2 separate regions of the Mus musculus genome follow, and region 2 is linked to region 1. A link is a contact called in public HiChIP or PLAC-seq data. All regions are on one chromosome and are shown on one strand. Each heading gives the region's core, a stretch centred on a gene start, on an enhancer-like site or on the middle of the called end of the contact. The rest is flanking DNA. Distances are from core to core; before and after follow the strand shown.

Region 1 (4,077 bases), core at 706-3,205:
CTCACACTTGTGAGGAGGGGAAGACAGGTGGGTCCCTGGGGCTCACTGGCCAGCCTGGCCTGCTTGCTGAGTTCCAAGCTGGTAGGAAACCTTGTCTCAAAATCAAGGTGGATGGGGCCTGAGGAAGGGCACCCAAGCTTGACCTGTGGCAACACGAAGAAGAAGAAGAAGAAGAAGAAGAAGAAGAAGAAGAAGAAGAAGAAGAAGAAGAAGAAGAAGAAGAAGAAGAAGAGGAGGAGGAGGAGGAGGAGGAGGAGGAGGAGGAGGAGGAGGAGGAGGAGGAGGAGGAGGAGGAGGAGGAGGAGGAGGAGGAGGAGGAGGAGGAGGAGGAGGAGGAAGAAGAAGAGGAGGAGGGAGGGAGGGGGGAGGGGGAGGGGGAAGGAGGAGGGGAAGGAAGAAGAAGGAAGAAGAAGGAAGAAGAAGGAAGAAGACGAAGAAGAAGGCGACAAGGACGACATGCCAGCCAGGAGTCAAGAGTGACAGCTGCTGCTGTTAGCTTGCACTGGCCCACACTTTCTCTTCTTCTCCTCTTTCTCCTTGTTTTGAATTTTGTTTTTTAATTTAGGTTTATTTATTTGTGTGTGTATGTTTGAGTGTCTCACCATTCACGTGTGGAGGTCAGAGGACACACGTGGGAATTGGTTCTCTCCTTCTGCTGTGTGGGCCCTGGAGAGCAAACTCAGGTGATCAGCTTAGTGACAAGCACCTTTTCCCACTCAGCCATTTTGACAGCGTCGTTCTGTTTTTATTTTTATTTATTTATTTTTTTAAACCGAGATCTCATTCTGGAGCCCAGGCTGGCCACACAAATGAGCTTTCTGCAGGACCTCCTGAGTGCTAGGATCGAGACCTATCCTGGCATGTCCCCAGAAGCCTACCCCAGTCCCCCTTAGATTGCTGAAAACCTTTCCCAAAACCACTGTGGTTGGTAAGAGTCCTCTACGACCCCAGACAGTCAGGAAGGGGCTTTTCTAGAACTTTCCATTTTGTTCTGGCAGGCTGGGATTTGAGAGCCCCCTTCCTACCTACCTTGGCAATTCCAGGATGCAAGCACTGGAGTGAGCCCCACTCTCCTCTGAGTGGAAGGCTTACTGCCCGGTTGAGGCTAAGAGGTTGGGTTCTGGGGCTGGAAACCCAGGCCCAGGGCCCATGTTGCCAAGTTAGATGAAACTGGATTTGTACCCAAGCCTGGAGGCAAGAGATCCCACGCTCTGACCCAGGAAGCAAGGCAAAAGCCACGGGAGGTAGGTGGAGGCCCGGGAGAGATGGATGCCCCACTGGGGCCTGTGCCCCACTGACCCCCCTCCCCACTTGGAGCTGCAGCTCTGGATTGGACCTTCTTTGCCAAGCTGCTTTCGCCATCTCCATCAGGCCCTGGGGAGCCTCCCAGATTGCAGTGGGGCTCTTCCTGCTCGAGAGGCCAGGCCAGTGCAGCAGGAAGGGAGAACATGCCGGTATCCTCAGAGCTGGGTTCAAGTCAGGTCCTGAAACCCACTTGCTGTGTGACCTCCAACAATTTGAACTCTGGGATTGTTTTAGCTTTTCTCCTTCATCTCAGATGCCTAGGACGTCCCTTCCCCCAGAGACACTATTGCCTGCACAGGCTCCTCTGCTCGCTGGCTTGCTGGTTCTCTGGGTTGTTCGCTGGATCTGCCTGCCTGCCTGCCGGCTTGGCTGGCTTGCTTGCTTTCTTTCTTGTCTGTCTGTCTGCCTGCCTGCCTGCCTGCCTGCCTGCCCTCCTGCCTGCCTGCCTCCCTCCCTGACTGCTTGCCTGCCTGCCTCCCTCCCTGCCCTCCTGCCTGCCTCCCTCCCTCCCTGACTGTTTGCTTGCCTGCCTGCCTACCTGCCTCCCATCCACCTCACTCTCCTCTGTTTCAATGTGTTCTTCCCACTATTCGGTTGTGTCACTGACTTCAGGTTTGAGCTGGGTGGCACAGCGTATAAGGAAGTGGGTCAGATGCACCGAGCTCTGTGAACCTTTTGTGGATTTCCTTTTGCTTTTGTTGTTTTCCAAAGTAGTGCCTCATGTGGCTCATGCTGGCTTCAAACTCCCTGTGTAGGGGAAGATGACCTTCAACCTCTCTGACTGTCCTGCTTCCATCTCCCTAAAGCTGAGATGGCAGGCGTGCACCACCGTGATACCATGTTTTTACCCAGGGAATGAAACCCAGGGCCTCTTGACATTAGGCAAATGCTCTACCAATCGAGCCTGGCCCATTGTATACAGTTCTATAAGTGGGTTTGGATGTATCTAAAGGACCACCTTCCCATAAGATCCAGACACCTCTTAGCTGTTCAGGGGGCTTCCTGATGCCCCTACCGAGGCAGTAACTCTCCTGCCCACAGAGCAAACTGCCAGGGTGACTGGGACCTCCCTTCAGTTTTGGAGTGGAAGACTTAGCACACAGAGTGGCCCTTTGTGTCTAGCATCCTCGCACAGTGAACACCTCCAAGATTCACCAGCCAGGTGCTCAGATCTGCAGCTCATCTGTGGTTTTGCTGTCCTCGGGACTATTCCTCGGCTTTGGTTTGAGACTGTGAGGGCTGTAACTGCTGTGGGCCCACAAGCCTTTTGCAAGTGTTTTCTTTCTCTTGGGTGCATTGGAGGTCAGAGTTTCTCTTCGTATCCTGCAGAGAAATGGGAAGACTCTCGTGTGAGGCTCCAGGCTGTCTCCCTAGGCTGCTCTTCCCACAGCTTCCCTGCACTTTGGCCCTCTTTTCTTGTGATTTTTTTTTTAATTTTTGTGACAGTCTCAAATCATTGTGCAGCCTACGATGGCCTGAACCAAGACACCCCCCTAAGAGCCAGTAATCTGGGCACATGCTGCCCGAGCCAGCTTAGCATTACCCTTCCATCTGCATTTGAGAATGAGTTGTAAACATGACATCACCCCCATCCAGTATCTCCTGACTTTCATCTCATGCACATGTGTGTACACACCAGCATATACACATTCACATGTGTGCAATCACACACAGTACTAAAACTGAGTTCAAGTCAACATCACAATTGTTCCCCTGTGGGTCTTCTGACATTTGTCTGGTCCAGAGTGACATAAGTCCCTTTCATTGTGTTTGGGGTCTAACTGTCTAAAGTACTTCCTTCCCGGCATTGCCTCAATTTTCATGACCTCCAGATGACTGAGGGTCCCAGCCAGCTGTTCTGTAGGGCATTCCTTGGTTTGAATTCACCCCACATTCTCGGGGGGGGGGGAAGCTAGAGCTGGCTCTCTGCTCCTGCACAGGGACAACAGGAGTGACACTGGGTTCCTGGGTGTCGTGTAAAGACACCTGCAATTTGTCTCCTGGCTAGAAAATGAGGACAGGGAAGTGTCCCATCCCACTGAGCGATTTCAAGGATTAAATGAGACACAGCCCAAGGACTGATTTTGCAATGTTCTCTCCCTGTATCTGACCTATCTCGCCAGCCCTGGCCCTGACCAACCCAGGAAGAGACAGGAATACGGGGGGGCTTGGGATTCATCCCCCCTGGTTGCAGGCAGGCTGATGCTGGCTCTCCCTGATCTCCTAACCAAATGACAGGGACAGGGAAAGCAGTATGTCCCACAAACCACCGAGAGACACTTAATCTCCCTCCATACCAGAGATTTCTCAACCAAAAGCAGTTTTGCCTCCAAGTAACAGCTGGAAGCTTCGATGGGAAGCCTGGCATGGTGTTGCATACCTGCTAGCCCAGCAGTGGCTGAGGCAGGGGGATGGCAAGTTAAAGGCCAATGTGGGTTATACAAGGAGATCCTATCGCAAACAAACAAATCTAAGAGTGGGTACTTACTGCTGTAATCTCAGCACTCAGGACACTGAGGCAGAAGGGTCACCATGCATTCAAGACCCCATTTCAGGGAGAAGCCAGTGGAGTCTGGTAGGTGAAGACAGGAGTTGTGGTACCTTCTCTCTGATGCATGGAAAGCCCAGAAGAGAAAGTGACCCCATTCCAAAAGCCACCAGTGTTGAGTCCGCGGCACCCTGACCCACACCGGACCTAAGTCATCCAGTAGTGACAGGTAGGCCTCACCATCACTGTCTCCTATCTGGGCCCAGCGGCTGATGAGAAAAGAG
Region 2 (4,077 bases), core at 1,070-3,569, 190 kb before region 1:
GTCTCCGTGCGTGCCACAGGGCCTGTGTGGAGTTTGTTCTTCTTTTCCACCTTTGTGTGGGTTCCGAGGTACTTAGCTTAGGTACCAGGCTTGCATGGTAAGTGCCTTTATCAATGGGGCCATCTTGCCAGCCCTTCCCCACCTTGTTTTTGGAGGCAGGGTCTCTCGAAGGAGACCGTCCCTTCTGCTAGGCTACCTGGCCCTAGGGGTTCAATTGTCACCACCTGCCCAGGCCTGAGACTACAAGACTGTGCCACCACACCTAGCCTTTACTGGGCTGTAGAAGCTTAACCCATGCTCTTGGGCGTTCATGACAGGCAGCTGACTGCCCGAGCCATCTCCCCTGCTCCTGCCCCCCCAGGCACCACAGAAGAGCATAAAGTTTGGACTCTGGGACACAACACATTCCTCACCCCCTGGAGGAGCCTGTGCCATATGGTTTCAGGATCGCATCTAACCATGACTGCCAACTTCAGGAGGCCCCACTTGGCCGGTCTCTGGCTTGGGCTATGCCGTATGGCTGGATAATGCAATAGACACATGTGGGGCCTTTGCATTATCAACAGTAACAGATTAGAGCCAACAACGCTTATTTTAAAATTTCTTCTCTGGGGTATTGTCATCAGGGTTAGGGTAGACATTAATTAATATTTTGCTGATTATGTAAGAAGCCACATGTGGGGACTCAGATCGCTTTTGGCTGGAGACTCTGACTCCCAGCAGCTCTTGCACCAGACGAGGGTAAGGTTTGTGGATGAAGATGAGGAGGGTGGACTTGATCTTGAGGCCACGAGGGGCCATGCAAGAGGTTATATCAGGAGAGAGCCCTGAACAGCATTTAATGCAAATTAAATACAAGGTGGCAGTCAGGCAGAGTCTATGCTGTGATCTGGACAATGTTTGGGAGATCCCAACATGAACCACAGCAACGGGGAGTAACGATCGTCACACTTAAAACGCTGGTCCCGTTTCTCCACCCATTGCCGTCTTTCCTACGTATGCTGCCATGTCTAGGGCACGTTCTTCTTTTAAAAGCACATATTTTTCCCTTACTTAAATATTTATTTTTGAGACAGGCTCTCAGGTCGGCACTGAATGCTCCAAAAAGTATAATGTGGTGTTGAACTCCTAGTCTCCTGACTACATTGCTCGTGTGTGTGTGTCCACCCCAGCTAACCTAGGGGTTTGTGCATGCTAGCCTGAACAAACCCTCTACCAACCAAGTTATCTCCCTAGCCCCAAGTGAGTTTGGTTTCTAGATTGTGTGTGTGTGTGTGTTGTTGTTGTTGTTGTTGTTGTTGTTGCTCTTGGAGATCAGAGGAGGAAATCCGATGCCCTGGAACTGGAGTTACATATGGTTACATGCTGCCAAGTGGGTCCTGGGAACTGGACTCCAGTCCTTTGGCAGAACCAAAAGTAGTCTTAGATACAGAGTGGTCTCTTCAGCCCAAGAATTTAGCTTTTAAAGGAAATCGCCTCACTCCATTGTGCACAACATCCCAGCTGGGGCTTTGCTGCCACTAAGAGACCCCAGATTCTCAGCAGCTTGTTAGGGGTGCTGGTAGCTGTCCTAGAACTCCTTCCTGGCCCTTCAGCCTCAGCCTCTGAAATGTTGGGGTCACAGAAGAGCACCCACACCCACTGTATGACTGGCTGGTCCTGGGATGGGCCACGTCTGTTTGTGTGTCATCCACCCCTGTTCAGCCGCAGACTCAGGAGCACAACTCCATCAAGCCATTGCTGCTACAGAGAGAAAAGAGTCAGACCCAAGGATGGCTTCCGAAGATCCTGTTCAGAAGTTCAGCTCACCTAGTAAAAATCTCCTGTGCCACGCCATCTACTACATGGTCTGCGATGGGAGCCGGGCTCTTGGCCTGTTGTAGTGTTATGTCTTCATTGGATCAGCCTTGTTCACTTGCAGGGATCTATCCTTATCAGGCCCGGGAACCTCAGACATTCCCTAGGAGAAGTGGGCGGGGGAGCTTCTCAGCCCCTCTTCCCATGCGAGTGTGTGTGAGAGTGAGTGAGTGAGTGAGTGAGTGAGTGAGAGTGAGTGAGTGAGTGAGTGAGTGAGTGAGTGAGTGAGTGAGTGAGTGAGTGAGTGAGTGTGCTGTGGTGTGCGCCCTGAGCTGGGCCCACCCGAAGTTCCCGCGTGAACGAACATCGATCGGGTGGGCATTTGCGGAACGATACTGCGGTCCATGAGCAGTTCCAGGCGCGCCCGCCAGGTGTCGCCCCTTCCCAGCGGTCGGAAGGCGCTGCTGAGCGGGCGGGTACCAGGGAGCCGGTGACGCACTGTTTGAACCAAGCTCATCCAGTCGGTCGGTCTCCCAGGTTAGGTTGCTTCTGAAGCCTTGATGCTCACGAGCCGCCCAGCATTTCTACGCGCCTCGTGTTGTATAGATGGGAAGTGAGGTTGAGGGAGTTGTAGAGCCTCAGGGGTCCCAGCTAGTAAATGGGAGACAGAATTCCACCTCGGACTGAGTCAGACACACGAAGAGTTCTGACACCCAGCAGGAGGCAGTAGGATCCATGTTATTTTAATAGGTACTCCGTCTCAGACAGACACTAGGCAAAAACAAACAAACAAACACCTGGGAGACTTCAAAAGTTTGTTGTTGTTTTTTTTTAGTCACTTAACTCTACTTTGAAAATCATTATTATTTTGATTTAGAAATCTCTAGGAGGTTGAGGCATGAGAATCAAGAGTTGAAGGTCAGCTTGATCTTCATAGAAGACATCCTTGGCTCCAAGGAGGAGGAAGAGGAGAAGGAGGAGGAGGGGGAGGGGGGAGGGGGAGGGGGGAGGAGAGGAGAAGGAGGAAGAGGAGGAAAACTACCCACTCTCAGGTCTTGAGGCAGTGCCTTCCTGACAATGATGTTATTCTTATTTCTCTTTGAAATCTTCATGGGCTGGCAAGATAGCTCAGTAGGTAAAGGTGCTTGCTGCCAACCTGGACAAACTTGATCCCAGGGATACACATGGTAGAAAGAGACTGCTTCTGCAAGCTGACCTTCACAAACATGCTGTGGTGTGAGTGTGCATACATACATACACACAAATAAATAAATAAATAAAAGAATGTCATTTCTTTAAAATTGTTTTTTTCTTCTTCTTCTGGTTTTTCCAGACAAGGTTTCTCTGTGCAACAGCCCTGGCTGTGCTGGAACCTGCCGATTTGTAGACCAGACTGACCTCGAACTCACAGAGATCCTCTTGCCTCTGCCTCCTGAGTGCTGGGATTAAAGGCATGCACCACCATGCCTGGCGTAATCTTTTAATCTTAAAATAAATCAGCTAAGAAATGAACACATATGGGAAAATGTTGTAATAGGAAACTGAGACCAGGGTGGGGGGGTGTTGACTTTGTAGTGCATGGCTCCTACGTGTAGAGTCACAACTCTACCCTAGACTGAGTTAGAGGGCTAGGACTCGGCTGCCTAAAGAGAGTGGGTTGTTCTCTGCGTCTGCTGACTGCCAGACCCGGTACCTCTCCTCCACCTCCCCTCCTGCAAACCCTCGTGGTCACTGTGTCTCAGGGATTGTTGCTGAGAGAGCCAGGAGGTAGGTGCTAGGCACGTGAGCAGATTCCTGTCCTCCCTGTTGCTCCACACCCTGTTCTGAGCAAGTTTGTTTTCTTTTTCCCCCTCTTAACAATGCACCTTGGTGATCCCTCCAGACCAACACCAGGAAAACGTGCTTCACACATTCCACAGTGCGAACATAAACTTGAACCTCGATGGGTGCCTGGCCATAGCTGTTTCTAAGCTTTGTAGCTAATAAACACCACACAATTATCGCCTGTGCGCTCAAGCCACTGCTCTGTTCCCTCTGATGCACTCCTAGAGACTCTGCTGTCCGTCACAGGACACAGGCTTTTGAAACTTCCACAATGATTGTCTAAATGTTTAAGGTTGAACCTACTCAGAGACATTCAGCCCAGATGCCAGGGAGGCCCTGGTTTTTCCTGCCTGGAGCCCGGGCCCACTACAGTCAGGCTCTATCTCCACCTGGCCAGTAGAGGACATAACTGTCCACAAGGTCTAGCCTGGAGCACTCATCATTTTATGTTAGGGC

Evidence for each region. HiChIP or PLAC-seq counts read pairs in DNA pulled down with a chosen protein or histone mark.
Region 2: a contact with region 1 is called in an H3K27ac HiChIP or PLAC-seq map of regulatory T cells, with 17 times the contacts expected there. The contact joins two enhancer-like sites. A contact is called at or near these places in 28 of 39 promoter capture datasets (the 3T3-L1 cell line, 3T3-L1-derived adipocytes, the C10 cell line and 17 more), 2 of 15 datasets of contacts at CTCF or cohesin (CD8 T cells and large pre-B cells), 25 of 484 Hi-C or Micro-C datasets (the 3T3-L1 cell line, 3T3-L1-derived adipocytes, the C10 cell line and 17 more), 30 of 115 datasets of contacts at active chromatin or transcription factors (the HPC-7 cell line, the NIH/3T3 cell line, the SCID.adh cell line and 22 more) and 1 of 9 other capture datasets (bone marrow-derived macrophages).

What each region holds. Positions count from the first base shown.
Region 1 is chr2:167,699,564-167,703,640 of GRCm38.p6, reverse strand. No RefSeq gene overlaps it. Among named protein-coding and RNA genes, the nearest start is that of A530013C23Rik, 11 kb to the right of the region's middle. Within about 2 kb of position 1,955, at least 52 of the 459 cell types and tissues checked have an H3K27ac peak or open chromatin away from gene starts, as enhancers often do. A contact at or near this core is called in CD8 T cells, Th17 cells, bone marrow-derived macrophages and 3 more, where this site is marked.
Region 2 is chr2:167,893,428-167,897,504 of GRCm38.p6, reverse strand. No RefSeq gene overlaps it. Among named protein-coding and RNA genes, the nearest start is that of Gm33033, 18 kb to the right of the region's middle. Within about 2 kb of position 2,319, at least 48 of the 459 cell types and tissues checked have an H3K27ac peak or open chromatin away from gene starts, as enhancers often do. A contact at or near this core is called in CD8 T cells, Th17 cells, bone marrow-derived macrophages and 3 more, where this site is marked.